Linked DNA regions of Zea mays: region 2 is linked to region 1. A link is a contact called in public Hi-C data. All regions are on one chromosome and are shown on one strand. The core of a region is the stretch at or near the end of the contact, and the rest is flanking DNA. Distances in the headings are between cores, read along the strand shown. Region 1 holds the start of LOC100280690 (DNA polymerase epsilon subunit 2). Region 2 has its middle 3.6 kb from the start of LOC111590710.

Region 1 (3,750 bases), core at 794-3,293:
TGTTTTTGACGAGGCCTAAGTATTCAACACCTAGAATGAAGGTATTGGACTTACTGTTTCTTCAGTTGGTATTACACCTCCCCCAAAGAAATCAAAACCCATGAGCAATGAGACTGACGCTTCTCTGTCCTCCAGGGGAGGAAATCCACATGTATTTACCTGTGCATGGTTTGAACGCAGTTGCAACCATTAGAACTGATAATACAGAAAAGGTTTGAATTTTTTTTAGGAAATGAGAACCACAGACCTGGAAAATGCCATTTGAAAGCAGCTCACCTTCGGCTACGATTACAGTATTTTCAACAAAAAAACCTGACGTGATTTTGTGTTCTATGTTAAGGAAAGTAGTGATACTTTCTCGATAATCTCGAAATCCACACATGAAATAAGAGGAAATTCCTTGGCACAACATCCTTCACAGGTGACTGGAAGAAGTTTAATGCTGACTTGTTTTATTTGACAAAGAAAAGATGTAGAAAGTTTGTTATGCATTGTTCACAAATAATAGTAACTAGCCATAAGTGCTAACAATAACACTGTTTTTTTAGGATATGGCATTAGATAAGTCAATTGGAACTGCTCCAGTAAGATCCTCCAAGTAGAACTGTCGCTCCTCCAACTGCGAAATGACCCCCATAATCCATCTCCGCCCAGTGCACCCAATTAGCGACTGTACAGAAGTTATCTGAATGAAGAAAAAAAGAAAACATATAACCAACTCCACATAAAAAGATTAACAAACATACAACGAATTGAAAACGAATGTGTAATGAATACTATTTGCAGGATTCGATTTAAGTCATAAGGAACAAAGAAATCAATATGTAATAGATAGATAACACATAGCAGGGAGAAATACCTCGCAACTACAGTGTTCGGTCGCAACTGTGTCAAAAGCCGGCTTAGAGAAATATTTATCACGAGACAGTCTCTGCAGCAGCACTTGATACCTATCCCTATAAAGGGAAGCTTTATCTCCAGCTTCTCCATGGACAGCTAATCTGCCTGTGTGCCTGCAATGCATATAAAATCCCAGCATAGAGTATCAAATAGAAACATGGTCTTGTACACTTCCTAAAGTATGGCCAAATTATACGCAACACGAGCTCTTTCAGCAAGTGACGCGCTCTACATAACCAGTCAATTCTAAGTATTCAGCAGCAATTTCCTAATATGATTCATCTAACACCTTGTAAAACACAATAGAATATTAGCAGCACTCAAACTGACCTAACACATTTATTCTGTTAACTAGCAGCTGCTAAAAGGTTTGTGGGTGATTAAAGCGGATCAGGTACTTTGTGTGAATGGGTGGGTAGGGGGTCAGAATGTCAGATACTTAGATAGTGCCTTTGTGGCATAAGGTACCCAACCATGAATCAAAATCCCTATTTTAGCATCCAATTTTGGCAAAATAGCAATCTCTAACCCCGGTTCAATTGAGAAGCCTAAAAAGAACGAACCAATACTCAAGTCCCCGTGGAGAATTTCCCAGATCCACAAAGAAGAGTCAGCGTTCACATACTCGTAAAATACTTTCTTGATTGGATCGTAGTGGAACCGCGGCACGAGGAACGCGTCCACCACCCGCAGCGCAGACCTTGCGCTTGTGGCCGCTGGCGACGCCACATCGAGCGCCTCCTCGGCCTCGACAAGCAGCGCCACCACGCGCCTGACCGCGTCCCGGTCCAGTATCGACGACTGCACTGCGCCCACCAAACACACGCCCAGAGCCACAAGCATCAGAATGAGAGCCACCAGTTACAACAGCAGACAGCAAACGGCGCGCGGGAACCTAAACGGGAAAGCTAGCTTACGCGGTTCCTTGTCGAGCTCGTCGAGGAGGAGATCGAGCGCGTCGTCCTCGGCGTCGGGGAAGCGGTCGAGGAAGGCGGCGGCCTCCTCGAGGGCGTCCACCTTGAGGGTGAAGCCTCGCAGGCGGAACTTGCGCTGCAGTTTCCTGCGCGTGGCCGCCGACGGCGCCGCCATGGGAGAGAGGTGGCGGGAAGCGGCGAGGAGATGGTGTGGCGGGAAAGGGGGGTTGGGGTTTGGGAGAAATGGCGGGATTGGATAATAAATACCGCTTCCTGGGCTTCTCTCCGATTTCTTTTACTCTTGCGCCTCCGAAAAGGGCCAGAGCCTACCCAAATCATGGTTTCATGGAGCTGGGCCTGGGATGTATCCAAATTGAAGTAGCCCAACAAACTTTTCGGAGTTGGAGGCCTGTAAGGTCTTACAGATATTTGTTTAGGGGCTTAAGTGCTTTATAAAGTACTTTCATGTCAGGTATTGATATTTGCCTTTTTAAAAAACTCTGTGATTTTACTTCTGCGATTTTAAAATAAACAAAGAGTTTTGTCTCTATTCAATAAAGTTTTCTATTCCATGACGGGGTTAATTTTTAGACGAGAGGACAAGATTATCAATACGATTTTGCTATTTTTATTTTGTTTTTTTCTGTGTTTTAATCTATATTAGAAAAAGGTCTACATCAGATTACGTGAAACGTGCTTTTTTGATAATTGGACGTATAAATATTAAATTTTTATCTATACTTACAACCCACCAGTTTCAATTTGGCAAAACTCACTCAACGAATCAAACCTCTTCTAAATTTACCAGACGAATTACATCCGCACATAGCACGTCGTCAAAACCAACAGTTCAGATCGTGAGATAACTTTCATCTCTCTCACTTAAATTTAGGGGGTGTTTGGTTAGAGGGACTAAAGATTAGTCTCTAGTTTTTAGTCCCTTTTTTGCCAAACATAAGGAGAAGATGGACTAAATTCATTTAATCTTTAGTCCTTAACCTATGTGCTAAAAGAGACTAAAAGTTCACAATTATCCATTTACCCTTGTCTCTCTCGCTCTCACGTGACCTGCAGCCACTACCTCTCGTCTCTCTCACATCAGCCGCCGCCCCCTTCCTCCTAGCTTCCGCCGCCGCCCCCTTCCTCCCGCCGTCCACCGCCGCCCCCTTCCTCCCTCATATCTCTCGCGCGCGACGAACGCAGCCAATCCCTCTTCTCTCGCGCGCGCGACGAACGCAGCCAATCCCTCTTCTCTCGCGCGCGCGACGAGCACAGGCACTCCCTCATCCTCTTCCTCTTCCAAGCTCGTCGGCGTCGCCTCCGTGCGCGACGAACGCCCCCCGCCACTCCCTCATCTTCTTCCGCGTGCGACGAACGCCCCTGCCACTCCCTCATCCCCCGCGCGCGACGAATCATGGATGGCCATCACAGCTTACGTGATTTTCTCTCCCAAGCCGGCTCATCCTCTGCACCGAGGAACCTCCCCATCCCCATCCACGAAGTGCCGGAGGACAACGAGTTCGACCTCTTCTCCCCAACCCACTTGATTCATTCCTCATCGATGAACAACTCTGCTCACCGGATTCGGATGGATCAACTCGATCTGAACCACCAGGGCACTGAGTTTCCCCACTTCAGTTCGTATCAGCAAGTTCTAGAGACCGGTGAACCAACAAACAACCTAGGATTTTCAGATTCGTGCATTAGAATTGGCCGCACTCCATTCCAAACAACCAGATCTACTACTGGAGGCATGAGAGGAAGAGGAAACATGCCTCTAGTTCGTGGTCGAGATGCATCTAGAGGTATTCGTGGAGGAAGGGGGAGGTCCAGAGGTTTCCGAGGTAGGAGTGGTCGTGGTGGTATCTCTGTTCCTGTTGAACATTTGGAGGATGAAGCAGAAACTGAATCCGAAGCTCGTTCAGCTGTGGTAAGG
Region 2 (3,750 bases), core at 424-2,923, 80 kb before region 1:
CCCCCTCTTGCTGCTCGCCTCTTGGTCACTCCTGACGGGCTACACTAGAGGCGTACAGCGACGGGCGTCTCTCTCGTGCAGTGGAGTGGATCCCCCCGTGTCCGGGCTCCCGACATGTCTGTCCTACGGTGGTACGTACACGTCGTTGGGTTCAGTTAATTGCTTTGCCTGGTTAATTACCACGGGAGGTAAGTGTAAGTAACCGTGGTGACGACAAAGAGATGTTCTCAACCCCGATTGAGACCAGGCAGGATTGTCCCATATCTGGGCAGAAGAGACAGGCAGAGCTCAGAAAAGCAACTGGCCTGTGTCAGCGTGTGCACGGCCACCCACCCACTCACCTTTTCCGAGGAGGAGGAGGGCATCACGCACGCCCCCACCGGTCAGCCCCTCCGTCTCAGTCTCAGCTCAGCGGCAGCTTTCGGTTGATTGGGGAGCCGGACGTGAGCTGTGCGTGGACCTGGGAAGCGGACGTGAGCTCCGCCATCTGAAAAAGAAAATGAAAAAAACTGGAAGCCCGCCAGCAGCAACAATTACTCGGTACAGAGGCAACGACGACGAGTGTTAATTTGATGCGTGATTCTATTCTAGTAGGTTACGTTGTACTCACACTCACTGCAAGGGTATGGTTAGCATCAGAGTCAGACATCGATCAGTTGCCTCCTTCAAAGCGACTCAAGATCCAGAGCTAGCGACGTGACTCGCACATAAATGTGTCTATATATTTTCTGTCAGCTGGGCCTACAATTGTCAGCGGTGCATATGCATTGCACAGCCCAGCGCGCATGACTGACTGGCTCAAGTTAAGTTACCTACTCTAGTTCGATTCACCTGTAGCTAGCTCCTAGGTTTTAGCTTGTTTTCAGGCGAAAACTTCCCCTCGTCTGTTTGTCATCATTAGCGCTAACAACAGCTTACCAACAAGTATAAACGTCCCCTGCTGCTGCGTGGTCCAACTCCAACACGCGTTCGGTTCCAACAACAAAGTTGTCGATGAAGAAAGAAATAAGGAGCTAGCGGCAGATGTATCATCGCTCTAGTATGCATGATGATCACAACATTCTCCTGGCCGGCGGCCATGAACAATATGGCGGAGTACAATATAATAAGAGAGAGGTAACAGCTAAACCGGCCATGAGATCATCACGTCAAGTTAACGAAGTGTAGAACCATGCCGCCTTATTGCATTATTATTAGATGGTGTGGGGGTGTAGTACTTTGCTGCAGGTCAACTAGTAGTATCTGTATACCCTACACTTGGTAGCGAAATATAATGCGCTTGGCATATGCATGCCTACTGTTTTGCTATGTTCCCTATATATATATCTCCATGCCATGTGGCGTCACCTCAGCAGCGTGTGAGAGACAAAGCCAGAGGCTATATACTATACCTCGTGCTAAACCGGCCGGTCGGCGTCGATGATTAGATTGCCGACGACGCGTCGTACTATATATATGAATCGACATTATTATTCCCTTGTGGTAGTACTCTGATCATCAGTAGCTAGCTGTCGTCGGTTTCGTTTCTTCGCAGGAACGACACCGACCAGCGCTAGTGAAGGAGGGTTAGTTGCTGCGATCCTACCACAGTTAGCTAGGTTGCCTAGTCCTAATCCCAATCCTAATCCTAATCCCTCCCGTCCCAGTCCCAGCTAGAGGTGGATTGAACCCGGCAGGGCCCTGTGTAGCTAGGAGCGCATGTGATCAGGACGGGACCTCGCATTGCGTGAGAGGTCCGGGCCGATCCATCGTCATCGAGAGCACGCACTGATTGATTGATTGATTGATTGATTCGCCTGCTGATGTGCCCCGGCACAACACAAACATGCCATGTGACACTGCTCGCGCGGCCGACGACGACCGGGCACCTCGCCGCCGCCCGCCCATATAGGATCTCCGACTTCATTTCATTCCGCAACACTGTGCCGTGCCACTCTGCCGACTTGACCAACTGTTCTGTCTCTTCATTTCTTTCAAGTTTCACTGCTTCGGCCTTTGGCACTTTTTTTCCCCAACGTATGTATAAAAATAATGCTGCGCTGAAATCAAAATGCCGCATGTGGTGAATGAATGATGCGATGGGAGACACAGGCCCAACAAGGGGAGGAGCGCCGGCCGAATCGTACCCGAACTTGCATCATCTACTTTCGTTGGATGGGGCCTCAGGGTTTCGTTAGATGGGCCGGTGCTTCGGTGCTATTTTGCAAGTGGGCTGCAGGGGTTTTGGTCTAACAGGCCCGTACCGTAAGCCTTCTTTGCCTGGGGGTAGATTCCTTTCCTTTGTGGGTCGTGTCGGTCGTTGATTTTGGTTGGTGCTACTGCCATTTGCTGGGTATTATGGTTGTGTAGAAATGATGTTGTTTTTTATAAAAGCCATATACAAACTTATATACAGGTACTCTTTAGAGGAATTTATTGGTGTCGTTCTTGGGCGCTCCTCCAAAAGCATGAAGACGATGCCAAAATTATGAAGGATGCCTGCAGAAGGTTAGAAGTGTCGGTGATGCAAATCTTCGCTCATCATGGGTGACAATTTATTAATAGGATTACTATCTAAGATGTATCCTTTATGTTTTTGCTCTCCCAACTGTGCTTGAGTTTGTGCCGCATGTGGCAATGGATTTGTTTGTTTTGTGGATTTGTGTAGCCGTCATCCGTTTCGGATGTAGGTCGGGACATATTTTCCCATTATCTAAAAAAACCTCAACAAGCCTATGTAGATTTAGGCTATGTTTGAATGCACTAGATCTAATAATCATCTACTAAAATTAGCTGAAGATATCTAAATAGTCTAACAAATTAGCTAATGGGTAGTTAGCTATTTGTTAGCTAATTCTACTAGAATTTTTTTTACTCAACTAACTATAGCTCTAGTGCATTTAAACACCCACTTAAACTCTTAAGTCTCTCGTCAACAATAATTAGATGGGAGCAAGATATAAAAAAACTAGTTCTTCGTTTCCTTCCCATCACAACAAAGGGGATAGAAGAAACCAATGGTGACGAAACTCTTCTCACAAGTATATATATAGTTATTATATGGAAATATAGAGCCACTTAATGTACATTGATCTTAGCCCATATAACATTTCGCATATTTTCTTAACACTCTCTCTTGGGTGAATACCACAACTACTCACTCCTCAATAAAACTCCGATATGCTCCATGTATTGTACTTATTGGCTCTAAAAACATTATGTTGGATCTTTAATAATACACACAATGAGAAAAGAGTACAATGGTTATATTGAGGACAACTACAAACTTCAGGTTTATATAGGTTTATTTAGGATCAAATAGTAAGGGCTAACATTCAGGGGTGCCATTCCTATAAACATACAAGTCTATCAAATATCTAATCTCTATACCTTGAACACATTTTCTAAATGTGAATGCAAGCAAGAATTTAGTGAATAAATCTACTTGCAGGATTTCCAAGAGTTTGAGATGATAGTAAAATTTAGAATAAATATGCTTAGTCATATTAATCTTAATATAACTGAAAGGGAAATGGTCTTGACCATTTCTTATATTGATTTTGGTGCTTGATGACCATCACAACCATTCAGACTAACTAGTTTGCCTAGTCTTTGATTCACATGTTCATAAGTTCAACAATGTAAGTTTCTAAGTTACAATCAGCTCAAAATAATCAACATCTACCTCTTTTGGAGCTTGTTTGAGCAAAATAAGCAATATGAGTTAGAGAATTAAAATGTCCGAGATCCATGACTTAGACTAGTTGGAAA

What was found. Hi-C and Micro-C count contacts between places; a contact is called where the count stands out from the background.
Region 2: a Hi-C map of tassel shows a contact between it and region 1, with 2.5 times the contacts expected there. The contact joins the enhancer-like site here to the promoter of LOC100280690 in region 1. A contact is called at or near these places in 2 of 25 Hi-C or Micro-C datasets (endosperm and tassel).

What each region holds. Positions count from the first base shown.
Region 1 is chr1:202,599,695-202,603,444 of Zm-B73-REFERENCE-NAM-5.0, reverse strand. It overlaps LOC100280690 (DNA polymerase epsilon subunit 2), which reads right to left and starts at 2,043. Exons shown (of 13, transcript NM_001153609.1): 1 at 1,818-2,043; 2 at 1,526-1,706; 3 at 860-1,013; 4 at 554-685; 5 at 248-325; 6 at 55-159. The coding sequence starts at 1,989. It overlaps LOC118473136, which reads left to right and starts at 2,880. Exons shown (of 3, transcript XM_035961796.1): 1 at 2,880-3,744. The coding sequence starts at 3,229.
Region 2 is chr1:202,679,809-202,683,558 of Zm-B73-REFERENCE-NAM-5.0, reverse strand. No RefSeq gene overlaps it. Among protein-coding and RNA genes, the nearest start is that of LOC111590710, 3.6 kb to the right of the region's middle. Within about 2 kb of position 1,673, at least 17 of the 20 cell types and tissues checked have an H3K27ac peak or open chromatin away from gene starts, as enhancers often do. A contact at or near this core is called in tassel, where this site is marked.